Linked DNA regions of Mus musculus: all the other regions are linked to region 3. The links are chromatin contacts, called in public HiChIP or PLAC-seq and promoter capture Hi-C maps. All regions are on one chromosome and are shown on one strand. Each heading gives the region's core, a stretch centred on a gene start, on an enhancer-like site or on the middle of the called end of the contact. The rest is flanking DNA. Distances are from core to core; before and after follow the strand shown.

Region 1 (2,778 bases), core at 198-2,697, 540 kb after region 3:
ATCTTAACAACCACTGCTTCCCGTGGAGGAAATGGGTAGTGAGGAGATGGAGCCATGGCTGGGAGACCTTGAGGTTTACTCCAGCATAGCTTTTCAATCTGGAACCATGAAGCCATTATCTATTAAAAATATGAAATGGGAGAACACTGTAACTATCATAAAAACACCCGGGACTACAAATGCTTGATCTGTTTCTTCACTGTGGTGTGTTTTATGCCTGTGTGTTCTTCTGATGTAAGGCACGAGAAGACTTCTGGCGAGAGATTATAAATACTTGCGAACAAAGCCACTCCTAAAGACCTTAAGCTCTCACTGACATCGAGTAGGACTTTAAGACTGGAGTAAGAACCTGTGTTCAACTCGGAGGCAGACCGAGCACACCCGGTTAATCTGTTACAGCACGGCATCAGCACAGGCTTGTGTGCTGTAATATTAATATTACACTGAATATCATTTAATTGTTTGGCGGAACTTGTAAGGCACCTCCATCAGATATGATCAGTGAGTGAGGTATTCCCTCAGGTGGCTGTTGCGTGGCTGAAGGGTGTGCAAGACCCTTCAGCGAGTTTCTGGAGGGGTGGTTTCTTACTTCTAACCAAGTTCTTGCTTTGGCTCTCCTCTCCAGGCATAAGCTTGGTAACAGAGATAACACACACAAAGGCCGGAGGAAGGGGGCATCTTTCCTATCCACATCTCTTTTTTTCGCCAGGCAGCATCCTGCCGGGTGGGCCGCGGGCCCTGCTGCATGTGGATGAGCTCCCTGTGTGCCGCAGCTACTTCTCACCCTCCTCAGAGATGCTAAGCCAAGGTGTGCATATGCCCAGAGCAAGTGTGGCTTCCACAATGGCTGGCGCAGGAAGATGGCTTTTCTTAGCAGGTGAAGCATGTTTGCTGGTGGCTGCTGCTGGCACACACGAGTCCTGGCCACCCTTCGTGTGTGTGTGTGTGTGTGTGTGTGTGTGTGTGTGTGTGTGTGTGTGTGTGCGTGTGCGTGTGCGTGTGTGTTTCCCCCACGTCTCCATTTTCCTTCTCTGTGTCTGTCAGTGTTCTTCCTTGTGTTCCTCAGGGTCCCATCACTGAAGCGCTGTCTTTCCAGGTGCTGAGACACTTGCCAGCTGGGTCTGAAGGCCAAAGTGTGAGCTGCAGGGCAAGCAGGATGCACCCTGCCCTTCCAACAAATGGGAGGATCATGCTACGCTGGGAACGAGGTAAGTGGAGCATGTAATTACCTGAAAAAAACTCTAACAGACATTTTCTCCTGTAAAATTAATTAGAGCAAATGACAAAGAGACAGAACTCTGGTGCTTTCTCAATAGGAAAAAATTAAAATTTCCATGCCAATCTGTCCTTCTAAAAATACGATCTCCAGGCCAAGCATCTGTTTAACTCCATTTCCCTTCTGGCTGACAAATTATATACCCAGAATGGAACTGAGTGCAGCCGTGCAAACGCTGTGGTACACGGATGATGCGATGTGAATCCAAACTCTGGCTCCTACTGGGAGAGGCCTCTCCTGTCCTGGGTGTGGCAGCCAGATCCTCTGTGGAAGTTAAAAATAGGATGACATACAAGCAAACACAGTCATCCAATTGCTGACAGGGAAGTCACAAACACCTTGGGAACACTGGTTGTTGAGATAGTCATCTGTCACTCTGTACACAAGCCTGAGACCTCAGTGATGGGCACAGGTCCATGAGGTCCCAGCCCTCTTGTAGGGACTAGGAGCAGTCAGAGTTGTTGAGGAGGAGATCTGTGGGGGCCAAAGATATGTTTTTCTGGCTCAAATAAATAGCCACACATCTACTCAGCCATGGAACTGAACTCAGTGGCAATATGCGAAACAGACAGGGAAGGGGAGGGAGACTTCTTAGAAAGAAGAGGAGGTTCCAAAGGGAGAAGGATGGAATGGGAGCAAAAATGTCTAAAGAAACTATTTTAAATGCTTTAAGAGGACAAGGTGACACACACTTTGGAATGACTTTAAGGCCCTTTAATTTTTACATTTTCATCGGTTTCTTCAGTTGTGTATGTGTATGGGTAGGCGTGGTACAGAGCACGGGGCACACGTGATGATCACATGACAGCTTGCTAGAGTTGGTCACCTCCTTCCACCATGTGGGTCCTGGGCTGGAACTCAGGTCATCAGGCTAGGCAGCAAGGGTTTTTATTTTTTTATCTAATACAAACTACATGCATTTAATAACAGCACATGTGTGGCTGAGGGGCAAAGCTGCTGCCTCCTAAGGAAAACATGTCCGTCGCTGACCAGGTTCACGTTTCCCCCAAAACTTCTCAGCCACAGGAGGGGGTTGTTAGTAAAGAGGTGTCAGTGTCTGGGCTGCATGTGTGCATGTAAGTATGCAAGGGGACAGGCCATGCGATGTATTCCATGTGTGTTGAGGCTTCTGTCCCGTGACACGAGAAAAGATGTGTCAGAGAAGCAATGACTGAAAGCAGCTGGCTTCCTGAAGGCGAAATCAAGGAGTCCACAGGCAGCGTGCGCCGTTGAGCAATTTTCTGAATGCCGAGCAGAGATGATCCAGATCTGAAGCACAGCTCTGGAGTGCTTTCCTCTTAACTAACCAAGCGCTAGGGTGCGTGAGCACAGGCCTCTCTGTCTTCTACAGCTCAGTCTACTCCCAACACACGTCTGGCTTTCTTGAGTCCACAGACCTACAGAAAGGCTTGACTAGGCTCTGCTCGCCAGAGTGGACATCCACTGTGGTTATGGACACAGGAAATGATGGACTGTTGGCTCTTTCATCTTTAAAAGAAACT
Region 2 (2,700 bases), core at 188-2,687, 610 kb before region 3:
GCCTGGCTTGGTGGCAACTTGGAGTGAGTTTTCTTGGAAACAGGCCCCAATTAAAGACTTTTCAGAAGGGTGGAATGTGCACATTTGTGCAGAGTAGCCAGTGTCCCCTTTTGACTTTAAAGTGACTGAGGATTCGGAACCAATGCTCACCTATGGCCAGAGCCAGTTCCCAAGCGGCAGGCCTTCTTCAACCCTTCCAAGGTGAGGGAGAACTCCCAGTTCCCTTTGCCAGGCCCTGCTTAACCCTCATCAGCTTAATATAAACAGTACTAAAGATTTAATTGGGGAAGGAGGCCACGGTGGCTTCTGTGGGGCTGACAAAGGCTGGTGGTGTCTTTCTAAGCTCCCAGCCAGGCTCTTCCCTTCGGCCTGGGGCCCAGAGGCTGTCTTCTGCACTGGCTTACCTGTCCCCCTCCATTGAGCTTGTTGGTGAGTTTGACTTTGCTGAAAGACACAGGCGCCTTCATCCAGTGGGCCCCAAAATTGGGCGAGTCTGGGTGGATGTAGACGCAGCTGGGCGCCTGAGGCTCTGGTTTGCCCCCAGGTACCCACTCCCCGTTCACATATTTCCAGCGGTGGTTGTCAGCCGTCACGAAGTCCAGCAAGAAAGAGTACATGGCATTGGGGTCCAGGCCTGACACATTTACCTTCAGCACCGGGAACATCCTCCTGGAAAAGACAGCGCACGGCAGGAGGACCCATCCGTTGGAGAGGGGGAGCCTGCACTAAGTGTTTGATGCCGGCCAAAGAGGAGGACCCCGGCAACCGGTCTCGCAAGCATCTTTGCCTGAACTTTCTCAGTTCAGGAACCAAATCATCTCCCCCCACTAAGCCCACGGGTTCTCGGGACAGCAGAGGGACAAATCTAGCCAAGGGTTTCGGCCCCCTAGGCAAACCTGGTCATTCCAGTATACACCTAGGAACCCTAGAGTTCGAATGCCTCCTTCCTCCTCAGGTTTCGTCAGGGGGAAAGTTCCCGAGAAACCAAGGTTTAGGAATCCTCTGGGGAGCTGTTAACTCAGCGGGAAGAAACAAAGTCGGCCGGTTGGGAAGAAAAGATGCTCTCCCCGAGGCGAGGGGCACTCGCCAGGCCCCAGACTGCCGGCTTGCAGCACGCACCTACCTGCCGTTCTTGGTCACAATCATCTCGTTAGTTAGCTCCTTGAAGCGCAGCCACAGCTCGCTCTCCTCCAGGCCCACTCGCAGTTCGCGTTCGGTGGGGTCTCCCTTCTCGCTGCCCGCCTGCAGCTCGCTCTCCACGGCGCTGAGCAGGTGGTCCACTCGGTACTGCAGGCTCTTCCCTGCGCTCTCTGTGCCCGGCGAGCTCATCCTCCCGCCACCCTCTCCACCTTCCAGGAGTCTTGACTCCCTACCCAACAGCCACCTTCACTTCTCTCGCCACCGCTTTTCCAAGAAAAAGGGTCACTCTGCGGAGCCCAAAGATTACACCTGGGTCCCTGCACATTCGCCAAAGGAGCACCGAGATCGGGATGAGGGGGGAAGGGGGCGGGGATGGGGGAGAGGGCCTGGGGAGCCGTGGCTCCACTTGAACTCCCGCAAGGCGCGACAAGAGTAAGTCTCTGGGGAAGAGAAAAATGGGTCCCCTCCCCATAAATACAGCCGAGGTGGCCTCGCAGGGGGGTGCGGCGGATTGGGCGGGACACCCTTTGAAGTACCGAGCAGCTGCCCATTGGCGGTGCGCGGCCATATCAGACTGGCCGGGCGGGCCCGGAGGCTGGGGGCCAACAATGGGCTCCAGCGCGCGCTTCCTGTAAGGAAAGCGTCGGGCGCAGTCCCGACACCCCCGCCCTCCCCCAAATGTTTGCACCTCCATCAAAGCGGCGGGGCGGACCCTGGGGGAGGGAGGGCGAGAAGCCGGGCTGGAGCCACCCAGGACCCTGGCTCCTAGAGCCACTGCTAAACTCTCCACTCCCACGCGCTGTCCAAGCGCACACCGGCGCCTGCGACTTTGCCCCGCGGAGTGTCCACGCTGCGCGCACCTGAGAGGGACTTCGGCGGATCGGCGTCTCCCGGGTCTCCTTGACCTCTCCAAAGCCTCAGCCTCCCCAGGTGTGGCAGCTTTGGGACACGTCCCCTCGCCCCATGGACTGCCACTAACTCCCACCTCGGCATCCAGGTCCCCCACGACCTTCACCTGCGTGGAGAGGGAAGCTCAATGCGGATCTGTCCAGAGAGGGAAATAGACGAACAGATAGCGACCCTAGTAGGAGGTGTCCTCGCGTCCCACATAAAAGCTGGACTTTGACGGTGGATGCGCCTGCACCGAATGTGGCCCCGGGAGTCCCTGGTCTCTTTGCGCCGGGGATTGTTGGAACGCATGCTGCGCGCGTTTCCCTACCCGCCTCGCCATGCGGTGTGGGCAGCAGTTGGTTTATTGCCTCTCGGTGAGAACCTCTGCCGGGAGAGTGAGGGGAAGGTGACAAAGAGCAGGAAATAGTTCAATGGGGTCTCTTTAAACAATAACATTCCTCTAAAACGGGAGCCCAGGAAGCGGGAAGGAAGCCAGAGCTCGCGCCCAGCTCTTTAACGAGACTCTGGGTTCCAGCCTCCGTTTCCCCGTCTTCCACTCTCCTATCCTATCCCGAAGCTCCTTGGAAGAGGCCCCTGAATCAGGTGGGGGCACTCAATTCTGAGTTCGTTGTCTCTCTGAGAGTCTCCCTGGGAAGTCTTTGGGGTCGG
Region 3 (2,700 bases), core at 155-2,654:
CATTATCTGTGGTCACATGTCTTCTCTTATATACAGATCAAGTCCCTCTCTTCTTTTTATACACATACGTGCTACATTCATAGCCTAAACTCTCTGAGAATGTTCAGTTGAACCATGAGCCACCCCCGTGTAGCCTCCAGTGATGAAGGCAGACACACATTTTTGGGAACTGAGTTTCAGCAAACCATGGCCACTGCCCTTCACCACCATGGACTGAGGAAGAAGAGAAGATTCTGTTATCTAGAGAGATTTCCACCTCTGACTGACCAGCTAGAGCTGACCACAGGAGCCCTGGATCCACTGACTTGGAATACACTAGAGAGAGAGAGAGAGAGAGAGAGAGAGAGAGAGAGAGAGAGAGGAGTGCGGAAGGAACCTGACACTCTTAAAGGAAGATCAAGCTGGGGACACAAAAGCCAGAGGCCAGACTAACTAGAGCCCTAAGGGGAGAGGCAAGAGCATCTGTTCAATTGTAGAAGGTTCCCGAACTCTAAAGAGGGGATCAGTGGAGAGCCTTCCTGGGGGGGACCTGGAGACTTCACTGCAGGTCACAGTTAGGCAAGAGGTGCCAGCCTGGGCTCAGCGTGTGGATGTCTTGATTTTGTAATTTTTGTTTCCGAATAGAGATTCCGTATTTCAGTACCACCCTTCCAGACTTTGTTTAGCGTCCTGGTCAAGTTTGGGGTTGCTATGTGGGCGAACCGATTCCATGTTCTGTCTGTCCTGTGCCAGTGGCATCAGGTTGGTTTGCAGAGAGCAGCACTCTGCTTCCCTAGCGCGAGTCTTTGTCGCCTGCAAGGACGCTCCTACTCCACTAGTGTCTGAGGCTGGGAGTGGACCAAAACCCAGTCTGTTATCCCGCACAGCGGGATCCCAAGGCGGTGTTTAAATTACAGAAAGGGAGGTCAAATGAGTTCTTGGCAGGGCTTTTTGCGGCGTGCTTAAAGTCAGCTTCTGTTTCAATTGGGATCACAGGCTCCTGCGCAATGACAGCCAGGAGCTCCCTCAGCGAGTACGGCTCCTCATCCTTTCCCAAGAGCTCCGGCTGCGTAGGAAGGATATCGAGAGCCCACAGACCACTGTCATGTGCAGAAAAAGGTGGAGGGTCCTGACCCGGTCCCTGAAGATGAAACTACACAGAGGTTTAAGGAGACAAAGTTCACGCCTCATCTTAGCACCGATTGTTTATAATAGGTCACTTTCCTGGCCAGAGCGTATTAGAGACTTAGACAAAGGGAGGGAACTTTCCTGGTCACTCTTCCTGGTGCAGATTTTTAATTTCACAAAAATCGAATGGGGTTCCGGGACTTGCGCCCCGCCCGCCTCGTGGGGTCTCATCGCGAGCGCGCAGGCAGGGGGCGCCCGAGCGCATCTAAAAGGAGCTGCGGGCAGCGGGTGGCCTCAGTGGCAGAGCGCGGCTGGCCGCGGTGCGTGGCCAGGAGCGGTCGCCTAGGGGCTGCACCGCCGCTCGCACAGGACACCGGACACCCAGCCACGGGCACCCGACGGCGTTGCTCTGCGTTCCTCTCACTGCGGCCCGCGCCCTGCCAGCCACCTACGCTCGGTCCCCGCGCATCCCGGGCTTCCGATGGCCCCCGAGGCCAGGGCGTCCCCGCGCCTGCTGCTCAGGGCGGCACTGCTGCTCCTGGCGGCGCTGCTACCGGTGGCTACCTCAGCAGGACCCCCAGGTACGCGCACGCCTGACTCTGCGGTCGGCTAGGCTGTCCTCTGCCCACCCGCTTGTCACTCTGGGGGACCACTGTCCCACACTGGCTCTGTGTTGCCCGCGTGCGTGTCTTGTCACTAACCTGTGCATCCTCGTGAGTGGAGTCAGGGCGTGCTAGGTGTGGGCACTAGGCACTCTGAGTATGGGAGAAGTGTGGACACGGAACACACAAGAGAACTGGGGACTGAAACTTGTCTAAGTGCCCTGGAGATCCAGGCAAAGGAAAGGAGAAGTGACTTTGGGCATCGCACTGGGGGTGGGGGTGGGAGTCTGGGGGGGATAGAAGTCGGGGGGGGGGGCACTCTCTTTGGTCAGACTCTCCTCCGGGTTGAGGGTGAGCATCTTTCTGTCATCTTCTTCACCTGTCTCGATGTTGGATAAGGTCACTGAGGGAACTCAGATGGAAACTGAGGGGCAGGACTGTACTCCAGGACCAGCAGCAACTGAAGTCCTAAGCTTGGGAACTTTGCAGCTGGAAGAAGACATTTGTCTTTCGAGGAGGGAGAGGGAAGTGGGACCGTCAGTGAGTTCCAGAGAGCCTAACCCACTCCAAAGGCCAGGCTGCAGCCTGGATGGACACTTGCTTTGCACAAGAGGCTTAGCTGACTCTGCTTTCTTGCGTGTTTCACCAGCGTCCAGATGGTTACACAGTAGTGGGCTTTCACGCCTATGTCCTTGGCGTCTTCGTGTCTAGCATGCATGCATTTCCACACTTGGAAACCATGACTTTTGTTTATGGCATCAATTTGTAGGAACCTGAAAAGTGGACTCCCCTTCCCCTTTCTGGTATTATTCAGTGGCAGCAGGGCTGAAAACAACAAAACAAAACAAACTTCTTTTCCAACAGGGGCCACTAGTTTTGCATGCTGGTGTCTGTATTGCGCTCCCCATAAGGATAAAGGGAGAGCGCTTGGTGACCTCTTGGTAGTATCGGGTGCTACGTATTCTGGTGTTGAGTTCCCTTTTTCTAAAAG
Region 4 (2,700 bases), core at 62-2,561, 560 kb after region 3:
CTAATATGGTTGTAGCACATCATTTCTTTAAAGTGTTTTCTGTCCATTTAAATCTCACCCATATTATATAAACAACCTTTGCATGACATAACTGTGTCATGCAGAACTGCTGGGTTGTGTGGTGGTGGTGGTGGTGGTGGTGGTGGTGGTGGTGGTGGTGGTGGTGGTGGTGTGTGTATCCTATCATAATATAGCCCTAGGGCTTCTTGAGTTCTTGAGGGATCCCTAGGGCTGGTTCTGAGCTAAGCCCAAGCCCCTGACTTGGAAATAGCTCTCATTTACAGATGCCAGGACGGTAATCTCCCATAACCTCTGCTATGGATAGAAGGGTCCTTGATCCTTAGTCTAGACCAGTTCAGCCATACAGGTATGAGGAACTGTCCCGCCAAGGCTGTTGTGCTCTCTGCCCCACAGGACCTCTGTTACCCATCCAGAGGACCTGACAGAGTCAGCTAAGGGTTCAGGGCCTTGGTATGCCCAGCACTACAGAAGGCACTCAGCACTCATACCCAACACTTAAGTATGACTGTAAGTGGCAGATGGAGGCTTCCATGTGGGAAGAGAGGTGTGTGGTACAGAATGACTCAGTCAGCAAAGGAAAAGGCTTGGAGGTGGAGGTGGTTCAGGCCTGGGACAGCTCAGGATGCAGAAGGGCAACATGGAGAGATGGCTGCTCTAAGACATTCCTGTAAACCACAGCACCTCCTCACACCCCCCTCCCCCCAGGCCCATTACAATCAATCTATTCGACACAGGGCAGTGTGTCCTGCATGTCAGGTGCTGTTATGCCCCTGTGAGACACCGGATGACTCTGGGGTACACAGTTATCCTGAGTTCACAGATTAGCAAGGACGCACAGGCTCTAGGTTAAACAGCAAGTGAGCATGGACCAGGCAGGGGTCACAGCGAAACAGTTGCTCCCTCTCCCCTGTACCTTGGCAGCAAGGCATATGTATGCACCTCAGAGCTGTGTCTTCTGTATGCCACCCCACAATTCCTGATAACAAGGACCATCTGTCAGATTTGGGAAGACCTCTAAGGCCAGCGTATGAATGAGGGGCTCAAATGGGACCCTTCTAAGATCATGTTCCGTGCCAGGAAAGCTGGAAGATTGCCCTGTGCCATATGCAACATAGTGGGGCTCAGAAAATGAACCCCAAAGCAAATCCCTGGATGACAGAGTCCCCCTCCCCCCTCCAACCCATCTCACCAGCTTTCTCTGGAGCAAGTGAGACACTAACATTTCTTCTCTCCACAGAGTGCAGAGAAGCCAGGACCCCTTGTTTCCAAAGGCAGCAGACAGGCCTATGGGTACCACCACTCTTGCCCACCTCTCCAAGCAGGATCGGGGCACAGATTCTGACCTCTCATATGGTGGTCAAGATACGGGGTCCTGAGAGTGGAGTGCAGGCTGGGTGGGTGGGGTCTGTAGCAGGCCTTGCAAAGCCCCTGGGTTTCCCCCCACCGTCTTGTTCTCTGTCTCAGCCCCATTTTGTGGTCTGTGCTGTTTCATCAAACCCTGACAACCCTTGTGCTGAGTACAAGTGCGACAACCCCCCCCGCCCGGCTCACCTATCTGTTAAAGAGAGCTAGTGTGGCCCTGAGGGTGGGGAAAAGTGAACTTCTTACGGTCCCCTGCCATGTATCTCTAAATATTGAATTTTTCCCTTCAAAACAGCTCCCCACCTAAACAAAACAAAACAAAACAACAACAACAAAAAAAAAAACCCCAAAACCTCTTAGAATCATAAAATTAATGTGCTTACTGTTTAAGGAGCCAGACAGCAGAGCACAAGGTGGAGGGATGCCCCTCTCCTGCCCAGCTAGCAGATGAGAACATCTGTGTTCGCCTTTGGGCATCTGTCTCTCTCCTACCCTGGCTTCTACTGAAGACAGGCCATCCTGGGCTGTTGTGGGCAGTGTGCTTAGCCCCTTCCCCTTTATGCTGAAGCATGTGGCCATATGTCACAGGCTCGGCCTCACTCTGCTGTGGCTGGGTGCTGCCCACAGGAGCGGTCCAGCTAGCTCGTGTGCACAGAAACCTTCCTGGGGACCTTCCTGGGGACACTGGACTAAGCTCGTGGGCTTTCGCTATTCAGCCAGGATTATTGCGGGATGAATTCAGGCCAGCATCCCAGGGTGCCATCAGTTCACGGAGACCCTGCCAAGGTTGGAGGTCACCGCATCTCTAACCTCATCCGAATCTGTGAGGTATGAAAGAACCAGAGCTTTTTGTTTTATCCCAACACGCAAAAAAGGGAAACAAGCTTGAAGACATTCTCAGGAAGCAAGAAGTCTGTGATCACAACCGCCTCTCGAGACAGGAAGTCTGGTAAAGGACTGAAGCCCTTGCTGGATGCCTCTGGAGCCGATAAATACAATCTCAAAATAAACACAAATCTGTTAAGACTAGAATTTTATGTAATTATCTCTCTTCTACTGTTTTTCGAAACCTTCCTATCTTTTATGCACATTGGCTGTGCAGAATGAAGAGTGTATAAAGGAAAACAAATAAATTGAGATTCTCATAACAATTCAGCAAGTTCAATTGCAGAGAGCGTCCAGGAGCCTCTGCACAGGGAGAGAGAAAAGAGACAGCCTTCACATAAGTAAATTCCATTGGACAGCATCCAGGTGTGAATTAAAGACAGTTTCCTTGCAAATCTGGCAGATCCCCAAGGATTCAACACAAGGCCAGCC

What was found. Promoter capture Hi-C pulls out the DNA fragments that hold promoters and counts their contacts. HiChIP or PLAC-seq counts read pairs in DNA pulled down with a chosen protein or histone mark.
Region 1: an H3K27ac HiChIP or PLAC-seq map of SST interneurons shows a contact between it and region 3, with 7 times the contacts expected there. The contact joins the enhancer-like site here to the promoter of Fndc1 in region 3. A contact is called at or near these places in 21 of 39 promoter capture datasets (the 3T3-L1 cell line, 3T3-L1-derived adipocytes, the C10 cell line and 14 more), 3 of 484 Hi-C or Micro-C datasets (bone marrow-derived macrophages, cortical neurons and palatal mesenchyme) and 1 of 115 datasets of contacts at active chromatin or transcription factors (SST interneurons).
Region 2: a promoter capture Hi-C map of pre-B cells shows a contact between it and region 3. The contact joins the promoter of T here to the promoter of Fndc1 in region 3. A contact is called at or near these places in 3 of 39 promoter capture datasets (liver, neutrophils and pre-B cells).
Region 4: a contact with region 3 is called in a promoter capture Hi-C map of cranial neural crest. The contact joins the enhancer-like site here to the promoter of Fndc1 in region 3. A contact is called at or near these places in 2 of 39 promoter capture datasets (cranial neural crest and liver), 3 of 484 Hi-C or Micro-C datasets (bone marrow-derived macrophages, cortical neurons and palatal mesenchyme) and 2 of 115 datasets of contacts at active chromatin or transcription factors (embryonic forebrain and stem cell-derived neural progenitor cells).

Annotation. Positions count from the first base shown.
Region 1 is chr17:7,285,235-7,288,012 of GRCm38.p6, reverse strand. All of the region lies in intron 14 of Rps6ka2 (ribosomal protein S6 kinase, polypeptide 2), which reads right to left. Among named protein-coding and RNA genes, the nearest start is that of Tcp10a, 38 kb to the left of the region's middle. Within about 2 kb of position 1,447, at least 19 of the 459 cell types and tissues checked have an H3K27ac peak or open chromatin away from gene starts, as enhancers often do. A contact at or near this core is called in SST interneurons, cortical neurons and hippocampal neurons, where this site is marked.
Region 2 is chr17:8,433,160-8,435,859 of GRCm38.p6, reverse strand. It overlaps T (brachyury, T-box transcription factor T), which reads right to left and starts at 1,437. Exons shown (of 8, transcript NM_009309.2): 1 at 1,124-1,437; 2 at 405-669. The coding sequence starts at 1,329. It overlaps LOC115486424, which reads right to left. Exons shown (of 3, transcript XM_030250191.1): 2 at 2,360-2,415; 3 at 1,332-2,155. The coding sequence starts at 2,371. The coding sequence ends at 1,370. RefSeq lists a promoter at 1,322-1,980.
Region 3 is chr17:7,826,006-7,828,705 of GRCm38.p6, reverse strand. It overlaps Fndc1 (fibronectin type III domain containing 1), which reads left to right and starts at 1,404. Exons shown (of 21, transcript NM_001081416.2): 1 at 1,404-1,688. The coding sequence starts at 1,589.
Region 4 is chr17:7,265,907-7,268,606 of GRCm38.p6, reverse strand. All of the region lies in intron 10 of Rps6ka2 (ribosomal protein S6 kinase, polypeptide 2), which reads right to left. Among named protein-coding and RNA genes, the nearest start is that of Tcp10a, 57 kb to the left of the region's middle. RefSeq lists an enhancer at 1-114. Within about 2 kb of position 1,311, at least 18 of the 459 cell types and tissues checked have an H3K27ac peak or open chromatin away from gene starts, as enhancers often do.